Linked DNA regions of Ovis aries: region 1 is linked to region 2. A link is a contact called in public Hi-C data. All regions are on one chromosome and are shown on one strand. Each heading gives the region's core, a stretch centred on a gene start, on an enhancer-like site or on the middle of the called end of the contact. The rest is flanking DNA. Distances are from core to core; before and after follow the strand shown.

Region 1 (2,700 bases), core at 155-2,654, 220 kb after region 2:
TTTTCATAGTAGGGAGTAATCTTAATTAGACTTGGCTCACTAAGATGCTATGAGACTCAAATAAAAGAATATTCAAAATCTATTAAAGTTTCATTTATCATCTTTCCAAGAGTTAAGAAATTGGTCAGAAAACAGGTGATACTTTAATTTAGCAGGAAACAGATGGAAGAGAATGCACTGGAAGATTAAGGATGGTGTGGTGGGAGACTTATTTGTCCCACTTCTTGACTTTCTCAAGGGACAGACTTGGGTTCCAACACTATAAAATTTTCCTGGGCCTCAGAGAGGATTCTTAGCTACTGGGCAAATAGTACACACGTGTTGTTATTTATTTTTTTCTACCTAAGCTACAATGGAGATCCAAGAACTTTTCTGTACGTTGTGTATCACATCCCAATAGGGTAAAATAAACCTAACATTTATAAGAAACTTTGTTAATATCATAAAGCAGATTAAAAACTCTTCCATTTGAACATTTTTACCAGAGCAGTCGTTTCCCAAAGAAAAAAATTTGAAAGGGAGGGAAATCACAAAATTTGATTAGATCTTCAACAACAGCAGGTACTGGCTTCGATCTTACGGCCGCAATTAACTATATATTGGGCCCTTTTTCTCATCCATTAAATAGGGGCAACAATACCCTCTTTACACAATTGTTCTATGATTAAGAACAAAGGCTAAAGGGTGAACCTACCAAGTCGCTGGGCCTCAAATAAATCCCTTCTCCTTCTTGCCTTTGACAGAAATGGCACTACCATTCCCATTTCACAGGTGGAGAAACCCGAAGTCTAGAACGTTCGGGTCCCCCTTCTCTACTTGCAACTCCGCAACCCCAAGTTCGGGTACGCCCAACTGCGGTTTCCAGTGTCAGGTCTGGCAGCGCGGATGCTCTCTCCTCGAGCTGCGTCTGGCGGGGCTGGAGGCCGTGATAATTGCTCCCAATACTCTTAAGGAATCCGAGCCTAATCAACGGCGCTTCAGGGATCAGCAAACTTTCCAACCTTTCCTAACCCCGCCTAGAATAAAGGTCGCAGGGAACCCTCTGCTCCAGCTACCGACGCCATCTTGGTCGCTACGTGTGACGCCACACGTAGCTGAACACGTAGCGGAGAGCCAGCCCATTGGCTGAGAGACCCGAGGAGAGGCGCGCGAAGCCGGGAGAGGAGGGTATGGAAGAAACTACAATCCCAGCCTTCTTTGCGCGTGCCCACCGAGAGCGAAAGAGGAGGGAGTTTGAGTTCAGACCACAATTCCCAGCAATCCTCGCGATGTCTCTCCTTTGCTTCCAAAACGTGGAGGAAAAGAGGGACAGAAGAATGGAGATCTTCTGGTGTCCGTTCTTCGAAAGGCGGGAAAGGCGAACTACACCTCCCGACTTGCAACGCGCGGCTGCGCCTGCGCCCTGATACCTGTCGCCATCTTGCCCGTTCAGAGGCACCGCAAACAAACCCAATTCCTGGTGTCCCCTAGTCTTGGCGGAGGAGCCTTTTAGATGAGCTCAGAAAGGCCGGGCAGGTGGGTGACTCTCAGACAGAGTGCTGGGAAGAGCTGGCAGGATAGCCAGTATGAAGGACCGCCGGGCCAAGCATTTGGAGCCTGGCTTGGGGCGCCCAGCCCCATCCTCCGTTGTCTCCTAACGGGATCGTGGGGCTCCCCTAGGTGGGCTTAGGGGAACTGGCAGGCCTGGTGCTGGAATTGCGGGGGTCCAGCTCCTGGGGGCCTGCCGGTGAGTCTTGGTCGTCTACCTGGGTGTCCGAGCGTCTACTCTTTCTCTCCGTTGTCCTCTCCGCTAAGGAGGGAGCGAGGCGCTGATGCCTACCAGAGCCCTTCACTCCGGCTACTGGTCCTTACAGAGCTTGGGTCGCGGGCTTGACATTGGGGTGGGTGCTGAGCGGCACGGGTGAGGAGGGTGGGCGGGCTACTCTTGTTGTGGTGTTGCGAGAGAGTGCGTGTTTGGGGAGGGGGCGGGGCAGGCTAGCCTCCTTGACACTTGAGTGGGGGGAGGATTAGACAGGATTCAGTTTTCCGGAGCGGGCTCCGGCAACCTCTGCGCAGGTTTCCAGTGCGATGCGGCCCCGCAGTAAGGTCCTCTGGCGGGGACGCATCGGGATGCCGTGACGTGGTGCTTGATTCCGGCGGTCGCCGGCCACCTCCAAGATCCTGTCGGGAGGCGGGGACTGGCTTGTGGAGGGAGCGGATTCCTTTGGCTCTGCCCCTTCTTCCTCTTCCCCACCCCTTTTCTTTATGTCATTCTGCCGACTGGGGCGCGCAGTCCAGTTCTCCTTGCTCTGGGTTGGTTCTTAGCTGAGAGGACTATGGGAAGTAGGGGGAGGGGGTTCAACTCCAGGCGTGGAGCTGGAGTTAGCAGCCCTAGCTCTTGGAAAAGAGATGGTAGTTATTACGGATCGATGCCTGACTCCTAGTCTAGACACTGAGCTCGCTCATTCTTACATTCACTCATTCATTCATTCGTGTTACTCTTCTCAATCATTTATTTAACAGATATTTACAGCGGATCTGCTGTGGGCTAAGCAGGTATTGTGCAAGGGCCCAGGGCCGTTGTCTTTTTCTAGACCAGGGGATTACCAGTCCAAAGTTTCTGACATCTAAACTTTTGGGAAACGCTTTTGTAAAGACTTCGGGGTGTAAATTCATCTTTCATTGTTAAGACGAGGAGACAGTTCCATTTACCCACTTAGC
Region 2 (2,700 bases), core at 193-2,692:
CGGCTTGCAGTGGGCGAGAGCTGAAACCTCCCTGGCTGTGCACACCGCGGGCACCGCAAGCGTAGCCGCAGGCCCGCTCCAACAGGTGGTTATAAGGCTTGGGCTCTGTAAGGCCCTGGAAACCCCTCTGCCTGAGAGGCTGCCCCTCTGAGCCAGAGTCGACGGGCGCACACCAAACACCCGCGCCGGCCCGGGAACCCGCACCCGGCGCTCGCGCTGTGTCCACGCCGCGAAGGTCGCCTCGGGCCCGGCCCGAAGCCAGGGGGTGCGCAGCTTACAGAGCCGACCCAGAGAGCCGGTGACGCCGAGCGACTGCTTCAAGGTTACCTGCAACGCCAAGCAAGGCGAGGCCCTCAACACGGCTTTGACTCTGGCCGCGAGTCTTGCTAGATGTGCCTGCTGGGCTGCGGACGATGCGCCGGGTGACCCGCGAAACGGGTTAGTTTGGAATTGGGAAGGGTGGGGTGGGGGAACTCGGGGTTCCTCCCACTACCCCCTCTAAGCCAGACCTCGAGCGCCTAAGGACCGTGAGGGTCTTGGAGGTACCTAAGCTCGGGGAGGTGGGAGGTGTGGGGCCCGTGCGCGAGCTCAGCCAGATGTTCCCGGCTGTTCCAGAGGTGCCTCGGGGCCGGGACTGGACTTTCTTCCTCCCTATCTCCCCTAGCCTGGAGCTCAGGTCTGTAAACAAACTCTCGATTCTCCCCCTTCCCCCCACCCCCACCCTGCCGCTTCTGGAAGCAGGTCTCAAAGCGAGCCGTCCGCCCCCGCCCCCAATTTAGTAGGAGCTGCAGTCGTTCTCTGCCTTTTGCCACCTTCTCCCGCCCCACCACACACACCCTCTGCCGCTGGATCCAAGTCCCCCACCCCCGGGATGGCTCGGGCATGACCTCATCCGTGGGCTGACTCGGAGGGAGAGGGTCGAATGGGGCGGGGGGGAGAAGCGGGACTGGAAGGCTCGAGGCAGGCCGCGGGGTCTGTACAGCCTACCTCTACCTCTCATCCGCTTAGAGCCCGCGCCCCGAGGCCCCAGCGGTTGCTCTCAGCGAAGGGACTGCCTGGGAGAGCCACGGAACAGACTTACGGAGGAGGACTGGCTTTGCTTGCCCGGGAGCGGATGCCCAACGGGGTCCCCCACACCCGCCCCCGGTCTGGCAGGTCCCCGCTGAGAGCCCACCCTCTGCCTGCGGCCACGGCTCACCTCCTGGGGCGCTCGCCTGGCCGGGCGGGCCGGGGAGCGGCGAGCGCGGCCCCTGGAGGACCCGAGCGCTCTCCCGGCTGGGCAGGCGGCGGGGGCGTCCTCTTCGCGAGCTGCCTGGAAAGGACGCCCGGGATCCTGGCGAGCCGCGGCCGGCTGGGGTCCCTCGGGGACTGGAGGGCGCTCGGCTCCCCAGGCCTGCGCTCGCTGACTCGACCGAGTTCTGCTCCTCACCCGGCACGGTCTCCAGGCGCGGGCAGCCCGAACTGCTTTATAAGGAGCCGGCAGCTGCTTTGATCCGCCCACGTCAGCGCGCAGAAACCCCATCGGGTGGCTCGGGCCGCGAGCGCGGGGGGCGGGGGCGGGGTCCCCGCGGATGCCACGGACCCGCGGCGCCAGCGGCACGAGAGGACGTCGCACCCTGTGAGCTACAAAGAGACTTACTAATTATAACTCTAACTGGTGGTGTGTACTGAGCGTGCGGGCTGTGAGCCTACTGCGTGCCCGGGGCGCTTGGGGCCCAGGTATGGCTGATTTCTAAACCTGACAGCAAGCCCCGTTTGGATCCTCCACCCTGTCTGGTTGGGCAGAAGAGGAAGCCACGGTTCAGAGGGAAGTCAGACTTAGGTCTGAGTGCGGAGCCCGGGTGTCAGTAGGAGTTGATGTTGAAGCTCCATTACTATAAGCGTCGTGGGTCAAGAGAGCTGCCGTGGCAGCCCAGGACCAGCTTCTCCAGCTCACCTCTCCAGACCTCCTCTGCTCCAGTTCTGGAAACTCTCAGCAAAGAAAAGAGGTGCGAGGACTGTGTGCTGCATGCGAGGCGGCTGTAAACCTTAGGCAACAAGAAGGCAGATGTCCCATCTATGGGATGAGTGTTGGGGAGTCTGCCTGGTCCCGGGGAGACCACCAGCCAAGGACTGGGTTTCAGAAGCTAAAGCAGACTATGGTGCTTCTTGTGCACTATAGACCTAGCCTGGGGCTGGGGCTATGTTTCAGGGGCAACTTCCCTGGGACTGGTTGAGTACCCACACCTTCCACCCCCACCTTGGCCCTTCCTGGCTGATACTACTCCACTCCCATTTCTAACTGCTGGGTCAGGTGCTTTGGATTTCTTGACTTCTGTCTCCCCCCATCCCTTCCACCCCAGGAGCCTCAAGTCCAAGGATAACCTAGTTCATTAGCAGGAGAAACAGATTTGGTGAAAAAAGACTTCTTTCAGGTCCCCAAAACACCTGGTTACTCTTTCCCCTGTTCTTTGCAGCCACCTGTGAAGTGGCTCCCATAGGCTGTCCTAACCTGGCTACAGGTCCCTGCATATACAACACATTCATCTGAGCCCACAGAACCCCCCACATGTTCTCAGCCATGAAAGTATCTCTGCATGTAAGCAGGCAGTCTCCCTTGCACACAGGGCTAGACTTAACCTCCAAATGGTCACAAACACCCTCAGGAGATAGTTGGACAAACCACATGCCCCCACACACTCAGCAGCACATGTAAGTTAA

The links. Hi-C and Micro-C count contacts between places; a contact is called where the count stands out from the background.
Region 1: a contact with region 2 is called in a Hi-C map of muscle, with 2.9 times the contacts expected there. The contact joins the promoter of EMSY here to the promoter of WNT11 in region 2. A contact is called at or near these places in 3 of 16 Hi-C or Micro-C datasets (blood, hypothalamus and muscle).

What each region holds. Positions count from the first base shown.
Region 1 is chr15:54,620,514-54,623,213 of ARS-UI_Ramb_v3.0, forward strand. EMSY (EMSY transcriptional repressor, BRCA2 interacting) reads left to right here and starts at 1,405. Exons shown (of 19, transcript XM_060399493.1): 1 at 1,405-1,515. It overlaps LOC132657828 (a long non-coding RNA gene), which reads right to left and starts at 1,080. Exons shown (of 2, transcript XR_009596538.1): 1 at 695-1,080.
Region 2 is chr15:54,401,668-54,404,367 of ARS-UI_Ramb_v3.0, forward strand. It overlaps WNT11 (Wnt family member 11), which reads right to left and starts at 1,443. Exons shown (of 6, transcript XM_060399452.1): 1 at 1,199-1,443. It overlaps LOC121816704 (a long non-coding RNA gene), which reads left to right. Exons shown (of 4, transcript XR_006056384.2): 1 at 1-438; 2 at 616-676; 3 at 1,009-2,700.